Regions from separate parts of the Mus musculus genome. Here region 1 is linked to region 2. A link is a contact called in public Hi-C data. All regions are on one chromosome and are shown on one strand. Each heading gives the region's core, a stretch centred on a gene start, on an enhancer-like site or on the middle of the called end of the contact. The rest is flanking DNA. Distances are from core to core; before and after follow the strand shown.

Evidence for each region. Hi-C and Micro-C count contacts between places; a contact is called where the count stands out from the background.
Region 1: a Hi-C map of bone marrow-derived macrophages shows a contact between it and region 2, with 16 read pairs. The contact joins two enhancer-like sites. A contact is called at or near these places in 22 of 39 promoter capture datasets (the 3T3-L1 cell line, the C10 cell line, the HPC-7 cell line and 15 more), 5 of 15 datasets of contacts at CTCF or cohesin (the NIH/3T3 cell line, embryonic stem cells, hippocampal excitatory neurons and 2 more), 32 of 484 Hi-C or Micro-C datasets (the 3T3-L1 cell line, 3T3-L1-derived adipocytes, the C2C12 cell line and 17 more), 26 of 115 datasets of contacts at active chromatin or transcription factors (the 230-238 cell line, DN3 thymocytes, astrocytes and 14 more) and 1 of 9 other capture datasets (liver).

Annotation. Positions count from the first base shown.
Region 1 is chr13:52,575,087-52,580,966 of GRCm38.p6, reverse strand. No RefSeq gene overlaps it. Among named protein-coding and RNA genes, the nearest start is that of Gm2848, 4.8 kb to the right of the region's middle. Within about 2 kb of position 1,981, at least 23 of the 459 cell types and tissues checked have an H3K27ac peak or open chromatin away from gene starts, as enhancers often do. A contact at or near this core is called in bone marrow-derived macrophages, where this site is marked.
Region 2 is chr13:52,237,272-52,243,020 of GRCm38.p6, reverse strand. All of the region lies in intron 3 of Gm33116 (a long non-coding RNA gene), which reads right to left. Among named protein-coding and RNA genes, the nearest start is that of Gm33116, 6.3 kb to the right of the region's middle. Within about 2 kb of position 3,155, at least 11 of the 459 cell types and tissues checked have an H3K27ac peak or open chromatin away from gene starts, as enhancers often do. A contact at or near this core is called in bone marrow-derived macrophages, where this site is marked.

The sequences.
Region 1 (5,880 bases), core at 732-3,231, 340 kb before region 2:
TCTTCTTGCCAGTCATGGTGTCTCCCAGCATTTCTTCTCTGCCTCATGGTCTTCTGAAGACTGCCCTATAGGCTTCCCCCTGAACACCCTTGAATGTTGCTGTGACCCTGTGCTAACCCCAAAAGCCCTCCTACCTAATCTCTTCCCAACACAGTCACTGTTTTGAAAATTGGGGGCTTGGGGGGGGTTATAGGGAACTTTTGGAATAGCATTTGAAATGTATATAAAGAAAATATCTAATAAAAATATTATTTAAAAAAAGAAAATTGGTTTCTTATCTACAGGATCTTAATAAAACTTTAAAAATAGCAAATGCAGTATGGTTGTCTCTATGCTAATTCTGACTCATGAAGTCTTTCCATATTGGGTTATTTTGTCTGAGTTTTCTGCTGTTCCTTGCTCACAGTGTCTCACTTCCTTGTGTACTCAGTGACATCTGACTGTGAGCCATTCACCATCCCTGAAATTTTATTTGTAGGAATTGGGTGACGCCAGAAGGAAGACATTTTCATTCAATAAGAAAGTGCCTTTGTTTCTGACAGAAACCTAGATTGTAATTAGTCCTTGAATGGCTTTAAGGTACATGTTCAGTTTAGGTGCTTAAAGTAGGCTGGTGATATGAATTAGAGTACAATTTCTTTATTTTACTCTACTGTTTCTCTGAATTGTATTCATTTGTTTGTTTATTTTGCTCTGTGCTTTTGGTTTTTTGTTTTGTTTTGGATTTTTTTTGTTTTTGTTTTGGTTTTTTAGTTGTGTGTGTGTGTGTGTGTGTGTTATGGCAATTATCTCAGGAGCACCACATTACACATTTTAAAATACATAACTTATATTTGTCAGTTGAACTTCAATAAACCTGAACTTTTTGCATGTAGAGCTTGGCAGACAAAATTTCACCTTTTAAGTGCTGGAGAGATGGTTCAACAATGAAGAATGATTGCTGTGCATGGTAGGCGGTCAGAATTCAGATTCCCGGCACGCACATGGTGGCTCACAACTGTCTTTAACTCCAATTCAAGAACCCCTTGGGTACTGCGTGCAGGAAAATACTCATATACATTTTTTAAAATCTGAAATAATTTAAACCTTCCAATAAAAGTAAACACAATGCCTTGTTCACCTTAGCCTTACACTTTCTTCTCTAGTTCTTTTTACAGTAGAATTGTTTCTTCAGACCTCTCTTCCCTGAGGTTTATTTTAACTTGGTATATGATATGACACATAAGTTAATAGTTGTCTTCAAAATGAAGATATAATGAAACCAGTTTGTTTCTTAGTCTTCCCCTTTCCCTCCCTCCCTCCCCCTCCCTCCATTGCTCCCTCCTACTCCCCCATGATGTGTGTATGATGTATCCACAGGCATATGTACACAGTGTAGACGTGCAGTCCATTCTCTCCTTCCACCTTTACAGCTTGAGGGTATGGAACTCAGGACATCAGCCATGTGAGGCAAGTGCTGAGAGCCTTCACCCACCAAGTCCTCTCACAGGCCCAATGATACCAATTGTAATACTCAAGCCTTCTACCCTGAGTTATGATGCACAAAGCAGATTCCTCTAGTAATTGTCACACTGGGTCTATTTCTAGCCTTGGTCCATGGATCAATCATTTCTCTCTCTCTCTCTCTCTCTCTCTCTCTCTCTCTCTCTCTCTCTCTCTCTCTGTTTTTTTATGAACATATGTGGTTTTTAAAAATGGGTACTTGTGGAAAGACAGTGTCAAGAGAAGGAGAGGACAAACAAGCCAGGAACAAGACAGCAGTGGCAGCATCACTGTGCAAAGTGCTCCAAGAGCTGAAGACAGCAGCAAAGACTCCGATTTCAAAGGGCAGGGAGAACTCAACCATCTGTCCAGGGAAGAAGTAGAGCTGGGGAAGAGGAGAATGAGAAGATGCTTCCGTTATTGGATACAGGGATGCAGAGTAAGGCAACAATGAGCTTCCACCACAGAGCTATGGGACTAGTCAAAATACAGATGCTGACACCATCAAATGCTGGCAGGATGGGGAACAGCTGGTGCTCTGCCACTGCCAGTGAGAGCAAAATGGTGAGGTCACTTTGGGGCAGATTTTATTTGCCTGTATATGAGTTTTGCTGTGAGCCCAGAACTGTTCAAAAAAAATTATCTTTGATTTTGTTAAAATGCCTGAAGTAAACACAAATATCCAGAAAATAAAAAGACAACAAATTCAGAACTTTTACCTGAGGCGCCTATTGTAATTTGTCCAACTCAGAGGCTTGTGTTTGAACACTTGGTCTCCAGCCTGTGGTCCTGCTTAGGAAGTTAGGAAGTAGGGCTTCATGAGATGAAGTGGGTCCTGTGTGTGTATGTGTATGTGTGTGACTGTGTGTGCATGTATGTATGACTGTGTGTATGAGCATATGTGAGTGTGTGTGTGTGTGTGTGTGTGTGAATATCCATGAATGTGTGTGAATGTGCATATGCAGTGTGTGAGTATGTGTGCATGTGTGTGAGTGTGTGTGCATGTGTGTTAGTGTGCATGCGTGTGAGTATGTGTGCATGTGTGTATGTATGCATGTGTGTGAGTGTATGTGAATATGCATGTGTGTGAGTGTGCATGTGTGTAAGTGTGTGTGAATATGCATGTTTGTGTGCATGTGTGTGAGAGAGTGTGCATGTGTGTGTGAGTGTGTGTGTGTGTGTGTGTGTGTGTGTGTGTGTGTGTGTGTGTGAGGCTTGAGGATTTAGAGATGGGACTGCTTTTGTCCTCTCTGCTTCTGGTCCATGGAGATCTGAGCGAGCCACTTTGAAGCCCTGTCACCACAGCCACAGGCCATTTCTGTCACACTTCTCAAGCTGCGGGCCAGAAGAGGCCCCTCCTTCCCTGCACTGCTCTTGACAGGCTTTTATTCACAGCCATGAGAGAAGTAGCCGAGGCAGTGACCACAGAGCTCTCTTCCCATGCACACACTTGACAACGACCTCACTTGAACTAGAATACCCTCCCTAGATACCCTATGTCCATAAGAAGAGGACAGTTTCACCTAACAGAATAAACATCTAAGGTGAGCTGACTTTATGGAAATGACTATCACAAATGAGCTGCTTTCTGGAACTACCACTCTTACTAAAGGAAAACAAGCAGTTTGGGCCCTTTTGCCAGGCAGTCAGCTTGAATGTCAGAGTTAACTCCTCACTGAGCCTGGAGATAACACCCTCTACTGCTCTGCTATGACCTGACTCCCACAGTGCTTCTTGTATGAAGGTTAGGTCAACAAGCTCTCTTCTTTTTAGCTACAATCTCTCAACTAGTTATTCTTAGCTCTGGAGTTAAAGGGCTCTGTTAACTTCGGGGCCTTTCCCCCAATGTTTCTGAGAGGAGTCAGCAAGGAATAAATAGGCAGTTGGGGAAGAGGCTGGAGGGAAAGAGATAACATTCCTACATAGCAGCTTGACTAGGAAGAGAGCTGACAACACCGCAGCCTCCCTCTGCAGCTTGGGTGCCTCCTTACTCACTGTGGTTATCTTCCTGGGCCAAGGACTGTCCAAAGGAAGGGATGACTGAATGGGAGAGAAGCAGGGGGAAGCGGGAAAGAAAGAGGGGTCACAAGAGACTGAAGTAGAGAGCCCTGTAAAAGATCAGCCCAGACCACAGGTCACTGCTCTGCCAGTTCTGGGGATCATACTTGCTGGAAGGGTGCTCCCGGCTTCAGCAAATGCCTGCTTGTCACCCCTTCTGGGTCCTTACTTCCTTTGTCTCTGTGTGCTCAATTTTTTTCCTTTGTCCAAAAAAAGAACACCCTCTCCTGGGCAGCCAGCCCTCTCCCTCTCCCTCTTACTGTATTCCCATTTCTAATTCCTTTATTTGTTCCGACCAGTGGCCCACCTATGAAACCGGACAGTCGTCTCAAGTTTCAGGGTGGTCTGTGTCACCATCTGCGGGGAATGGCACGACCACACAGGCTCGCGCTCTGCTTCCTGCCTCCTGCCTCTTGCCCAGGACTGGTTGAATTCCTTGTTCTGACTTGGAAGCATTACGTGTTGCTTTGAAGAAATCCGGGAATAACCGGTCTCCTTCTCTGTCTAACTTCTTACAAGTTGCTATTTTGTTCTCTTTTCTGTCCATGTAACCAAATGCCTAAGGCTGGAAAGACTGTGGAAGGCTTATTTAGTTGTTGGTTTTGAGACAACCTGACCTCAAATTCCTTGTCTCCCTGCCTCAGTCCTCCTGCTGAGACTGTTGGGGTGCACTACTACGCCCCACGAAAACTGTATCTTTTCATATTTTTGGAGACTGAAAGTCCCACTGGTCCAGCCTCGGACAAAGACCCTGTGGCAGTGTATTCCCAAAAGAGGCAGAGAGACAGGATCCCAGAGAGATGTGTGAAGCCAGGTTTGTCCTTTCTACAATACTTTGCTCAAAAGAACTAACACAGTCCTAGGAGATCTGCATTAATCCCTTCTGATGGTGGCTTCCTAATGACCTGCCTACTCCCCACTAAGATCCACACCTACAAAGCTGCATCAAGTCAACGCTACACTGAGTGAGGACTGAGCTCCCAGCACACGAGCCTCAGGACAAGTGACACCGGAGCCTCAGCACATGTGACAGCTGACACAGCTTTCTCTACACACATCCGAACAGCTACTGTTTTGCTCTCCTGTAGTTAGAAACGATAAGGGCAGGGATAAGCTGCAGACTCTTAGCTGTTCTCTCAGGGGTTGAGTGAGATGAACAGGCTGGGATTTCCAGACAAGGGTCGGGGGAGCATCTGTCCTGATCATGACCCTCTCACACTTCTGCTTTCCATGGGAGCTGCTGACGCCTAGCTACACCTCATGCAATGCTTCTCTTTGTATTGCTTTCTCTGTTCTCCCTATGATTAAAATGGGAGGGTGTTTCTCATGATGCTTTGGGACAATCTTACTGCCCTTATCCCAGAATTTAGTGTCATGTGTTTTTAGTATAGGATCTACCCTGCACCTCCTACTCTCTTTCTCTCTCTCCATGTGTGCATGCGTGTACGTGTGTATGTGCACACATGTATGTACACACATGTGTGCAGGTGCATGCATGCCATGGTGTGAGTGTGGAAATCATGGGTAACTTTGGGGACTTGGCTCTCACCTTCATCTTTGTTTTTAGGCAGAGTCTTTCATGTATCTGCTACTGGGTGGTGCAGTCCACGCTAGCTGGCAGGTGAGCTTTGGGGGAGCTCTCTGCACAGCTTTGCAGGCTGCTGGACAGTCTGACGTCTCCTCTGCAGTTCCAATGCTTGCTCGGAATTTCCTCCTTCAGCAACTATTCCTTCCTTTTTTGTGCTATCTAGGGAGGAGCGTGAGACTCTTCCAGGTTTCGGTTCTCCCCACATGTGACCTTTCATCTACTCCCTGGGGATTATGAGCCCCTCCTCCCCTTCTCCCTTGCCCTAGCACACCATTGCTCTTATTTCTCCTTCACCTTTGCCTCTGCATCACCTTTCTCTATCTGGGCATCGCCCCCATTGTATACCAGAGAAAAATCAGGAACAGGGATATGACTCACAAACAAATGGCTTGCTAGAAAAAGAAAATCTTTGCCGGGGCCTTGGAGAGGCAGCTTGGAGGTTAAGAGCACTGGCTACTCTCCAGAGGACCTGGATTCAGTTCCCAGAACCCACCTGGAGCTCACAACTTTCAGTCACTCCAGTTTCAAGGGTTCGGATGCCCTCTTCTGCTCTCTATAGGCACTGCATACACGTGATGCACAGACATACAGGCTAAGCACCTATACACATAAAATGAGGGGAAAAATGGTTTTGAGCAGGGAGGGCATTTGTACAGGGAGAGAAACAAGATGATATTGAGTGATTGTGATCGTTCTTATAGTTTTATAGGAAGCTGTGTTACGTTTTTGCAATGCACACTAAAAGATTATGT
Region 2 (5,749 bases), core at 1,906-4,405:
CAGGGGTGCTGAGAGAAATCTAGATTGTTATGGCCCAGTTAAAGAGGTTCTAAAGGAGAAAAATACTAGTAAGTGATTTAGAGGCTGTTCTTGTAATATTTTGGTAATGAACATAGCTACTTTCTGCCCTTCTCCAAAAAATCTGCCTGAAGCCAAATTAAAGAGTTTTGGATTAATGTCATTGGCAGAGGAGATTTCAAGACAGCCTCGTATTGACTCTGTCATGTGGTTAATAACGGCCAGTCTTATGCAGATATAATAAAGGAGCTAGCTGAGCAAGAAAAAAAAAATAAAAATATGTAGAGTTTGAGGAGAAAGGGAGCACTAGGTCGAGTAATGGGTCAAGTAAGCTCAAGGAGATAAGAAGTTTCAAGGAAAGCCTGGTGCTAAAAGGATTCAAGGGAGTAGTGACCTCTGGGCAAGCAGAACAACTTGACAGCTTTGGACATGTGGTTCTAGCTGTAGAGTAAAGGACATAAGAAAGGTGTTTCCATGGCTATAGACAGCTACTGAGGCCAGGCATGTGTCAGGGCTATCCATGCATGGAGAGCCAGAAAGGCCATTCTGTGAAGTTGTGAAGGTGAAGTCTGGATTTGGTTAGAGACACCAAGATGCTGCAGATGCCAGAGCCATGAGATATCTGTTGAGGAGAGCCGTTAACAGGAAATAGAACTGTTCCCAAGAGAGAAACATGTGTTGTAGTCAACAAAGCTGAAAGGAGTTGGAGATCTGAAGAGTGAGTTGACATCAGACAAGAAAAGGCTGAATTTGCAGTTTTACCAGCAGGCTCTCAGTTTTGTTTCTGTCATTATCTTATTATGCTTCCTGTCCTCCCTTTTGGAATGATAATACATCCTGTGTCATTGTATGTCAGAAGAGACTTTCATCTTTGAACTTTTAAACAGGGTTAAGGCTGTTATAGATTAAAGGGACTTTTGAAGTTGGGCTGAATGTATTTTTTTTTTTTTTTTTGCATTATGATATGACTACGAGCCTATGGGGGAAGGGAGTGGAATGTGGTGGTTTGAATAAGGATGTCCCCCAGAGTGTTTGAATGCTTAGTCATTAGGGTGTGGAACTACTCAGGAGGGATTAGGAGATAGAGCCTTTGTTGGAGTAGGTACAGCATTGTTGTCCTGGAGATTGGTTTAGAGGTTTTAAAAGCCCAAGCCAGATCCAGTCTCTGTTTCTGTCTCTCTGTCTTTCTCTCTGCCTTTCTCTCTGTCTCTGTCTCTGTCTCTGTCTCTGTCTCTCTCTCTCTCTCTCTCTCTCTCTCTCTCTCTCTCTCTCTCTCTCTCTTGCCAATCTCCTCCTCTGCCTGAGGAGAGCCTGGTTTAGAATTCTCAGGTCTTCCTCAGCATCAGCCTGCCTACTGCCATGTTTCCTACTATAGTGAAAATAGAATGAATCTCTGAAATTGTAAGCAAGCTCCAGTTAATTATTTCTTCTCTAAAAGTCACCATGGCTATGACATCTCATCACAGCAATAGAACACTTACAAGACACAGCTAAACCCCGTTCTCTCCTATGATTTTATATCTGGGCATCCAACCAGACCTTTTCTGCTGAATTAATCCTGAGTGCCACCAACTCTCAATACCCTGGGTGTGCCTGAGTGGTCATCACCTGAGATGCTGGCTTCTTTTACTTCCAGACTTGAGCCATTTTACTTTTAGATATGGCTCTCAGAAGACTTCCCCACTTCCACAAGTCGAAGTTCACCCTCTCCAAACACTGTACCCCATGAAGTAAGTAGCCTTCATGGCTTTGCTGGCAAACTGTCTGGTCATCAACACCTCTGAGATTTTATATCACACCTGTTCACATGTGGCTCTCTTCTCCACATCCCAGATTATATCACTCTTGGAGTATTGTCTAAATTCCATATCTTCTGAAACCCTTCATGTCTCTAGAATATGTAGCTTGAGGAATGAAGATATACATACTCAGTGGCCCAGAGTGCCCAATGAAGGTCCATAGCTAACCAATCAAAATAGAGAGCGGTCAGCAATATCTCAGACCCCCTGCCAGCGGAGGGGGTGCTTCTGATGTGGATCTCTGGAACAAGGGAAAGAGAGACAGACAAACAGACAGACAGACACACACACACACACACAGAGAGAGAGAGAGAGAGAGAGAGAGAGAGAGAGAGAGAGAGAGAGAGAGACCGGGCCTGCCATAGGCATTTGGAAGCCTAGATTGGGATGTTACATAATCACAGATAAAGAGGGACAGATTTCCAACATGAATAAATAGCAACAATGACAAACATGTCTATTTTGATTTCCTGGGAAATATTGTCCTTTTTTGAAGTTTATTGTGTACTCACAGATGCACGCCCAAAGACATCTTTTTCAAGAGAATTTTTAGAGTACACTAAACAATGTCAAATTGAATACATTCTATTTTTGAATTCCTGCACCTAGCTGCAGTGGGAAAAAGCTTTCACATCTATCAGCAGGAATGTTCCAGATTCAACAAGCAATTCGGTGACTTTTTATGTGCATTGCTTTTTTTAGACCCCAGCTTACTATTTATGTGGTCAATGGAAACAGTGGTCAGCACTGAAGAGAAAACACCACATGGCAAACAGTGAAGAATTATGCCCGAGGAAGACTAGGCAAGCTTGTTGTCCTTCCCCCACTATAGAAGGGCATGGGCTCAATTTGTCTTTTTTTTCCCCCCCGAGACAGGATTTCTCTGTATAGCCCTGGCTGTTCTGGAACTCACTTTGTAGACCAGGCTGGCCTCAAACTCAGAAATCCACCTGCCTCTGCCTCCTGAGTGCTGGGATTAAAGGTGTGTGCCACCACGCCCGGCCCAAGTTGTCTCTTAATGTATAGGAACAAGTCACATAGGACATTGAAAATCCTCTTGCTTTACTCTGTTCTGTAGCTTAGACATGTATCAAAATTACACTATCAAATCCAAAACCTTGGTACTAAGAATCCAAGTGTCCAGTGTGCTTCTCTTTGCTGATATGAAAAAAACAAAACAAACAAACAAACAAACAAAAAAACAACCTGACTAAATTCACCTTGGGGAGGAAAGGATTTATTTCATCTTACATTTCCACATCATAGCCCCTTGTCCCAAGGGCATGAATCTAAAGGCAGAAACCAAGAAGAAATGCTGCATAATAGCTTGCTAAGTTTGCTTTCTTATATGACTCAATACTACATTAATCATCAGCCAAGAAAATGCCCTTACAGACTTGTCCACAAGCCAATCTGATGGAGGAAATTTCTCAATTGAACTTTCCTTTTCTCAGGAAACTCTAGTTTATGTCAAGTTGACAAAAACTAACCAGCACACCAAGGGATACTCTTTCACAGAGTTCTTAACTCAACCCATCAAGTAAGTAGAAACAAGTCCTTGTAGCTCAGAGTGAACACCGGTCTGGAGTATGCTCTATGGTGAATGTTTCTCAAAATCTAGCTTGCACATAAGAATCAGGTCAACTGCTTGGGACTGAGGAGAAGGTAATCTTTCTTTCCACTAAAGATCTCACTGCCCCTGAGGTCTTTTGCTTCCAACTCTACTTTAAAGTTTATCACCAGAATTCTAAATCACACATGGCCTTGATGTTGCCTTTTTCATTCTAGTTTCTCCCCCTCAAGCCATGACCTCTACAGTCACTCTCAGGACGTGATGGACGCCAGAAGAAATGGGAACCTCAAGACTGTCAACAGAAAGTCAACAGGCAACTCAAGGCCAATGAATGACCAGTTAATGAACAAGACAGCAGATATGGCCATATTCAAAATTCCAAGTCCTAAGTTTGGGATGCTCGATAGGGAATAGTTTAGGTGATTTTGGTACCCCAGACAACATTTTATTTGTGTTTGTGCATGTCTCTATGTGTGCAAATGTCTATGCACCTGTGTGTGAATGCATGTGCAGGCCCGAAGACAACCTTGGGTATTATTCCTTAGAAACTGTTCAGCTTGGTTTTTGTTGTTACTTGAGACAGGATCTCTCACTGGGACATGGAGCTTGCTTATTCTGTTCCTAGTATCCAGGGATCCTTCTATTTCTGCCTCACAAGCACAAGGATTATAAGTATACACTACCGCACCTAGTTTCTTATGTGGGTGTTGAGGCTTGAACTAAGATCCTCAAACTGCCAAGGCAAGCACTTAGTCAACTAAGTCATCTCCCCAGGTCCCTGTTTCAAATATTTCATACCTAGTTTTTGCCTTCAATGAGCAGAGCATCTAGTAGGTAGACCAGTTGCCCCATCTCTTTTCCACTGCCAACCAGATTTCAATAGAGCCTTTTGCAGTGATCTGTGAGAATAGGATACTGAGAATCCAAGACTGAGATATCTAGACTTCCATGATATCTGGCCACCTCAAAGGCTTTTTCTCTCCTTGAGTTGAGTCATCAGGGAGGTAACATCTCACCTGAGTCCACATACTTTCAAGCCATATAGAGAATCATTTAGTTTGCCCTCCCCATACCCTAAACCCCAGAAGGCACAGCACCCCCTTCAGGATACACTGAGTATCTGTAGCCAACTGAAGTATTCATGATTGTTAACCTTGTTCAGTCATAACCCCTAGGTTTGTAACTACAGATGCCACAGTTTCCCCTTGCAGGATGTACCATGTATCTGTTACTATCTGAGGCTCTCTGACCCATGCTGGGTTGAGGATGCTTGAAACTGGGGTGATTTTTCAGCTTGTCACTTTGCTTTCATTTGTGATGTACCACAAATCTGTTCTGATGCACTGCTTCCTGAATATATACAACTGACATCATTTATTCAAAAAGACAGATGCAAAGATCTTTAAGGTGTTATTTTTTTCCCCTTGATTCTTTTTGCTGGGTTGAAGGAAGATGTCACCTGTAACGTAGTGACAGTATTTATAATTTTGATGATGCTAATTTCATGATGCATGAAAGTTCCTCTGTGATCTGAGACATTCATCATCATTTAGATAGCGCTGTGGTGGGTGTTACACAATGAATATGAGCATAGAGCCTTCTCTCTTTCTCCCACTCCTTATTTCTCTGACTACAGAAGCATGCACACATCATGATGTTTCCACACTGACATAAGCACAGGTGTATTCTTGGTTACATCAGGAATCTTACAAGTCTCTTTTTTTCCCCACAAAGAGACAGCAGAAATAATTAGGATGGTACTAGAGAAGGTGTGTTTGCTGCTAATTTCTCTCAGAGTCCAGGTGGGAAAGAGAAGACAGGCTCCACGAAGTAGTTAGAGAAAGACTGGCACTAACAATACAGACAGGGTATAAGAGAACTATGCAAAGCTGTGGGGTGGCTTGAGACGACAGTCCCAACCTGAAGAGGCAACTACAAGGAGCCATTAACAGCAGTGAGGGACCTTATTTAGAGAATGATTCCTGATAGGGCTTATGACCTTCAGGAGAAAGAGGACAGCTTTCCATGACCCACAAGGAGGAGCATGGCTTTGGCCAACAGGGTTCTCCAGAGATTTGGGCTTCAGACACCTGATAGCAACGAAGCAAAGAGCATAAATGATGTGCATGTAGAAACCGAGCCAGAGAGAAGACAGAAGGACTGTGGCAGTCTCAGTTAAGCGAATTACACACTTGTCCTCACTGGCAAGTGCAGTGAAAGTTGTGAGTTTTAAAGAAATGAGCAGAGGACCCAGGATTGGTGGCTTTTAATCCCAACCTGGGAGACAGAGACAGATGGATCTCTGTGAGTTTGAGGTCGGCCTGGTTTATATAAAGAGCTCAAAGCCAGAGAGAGAGAG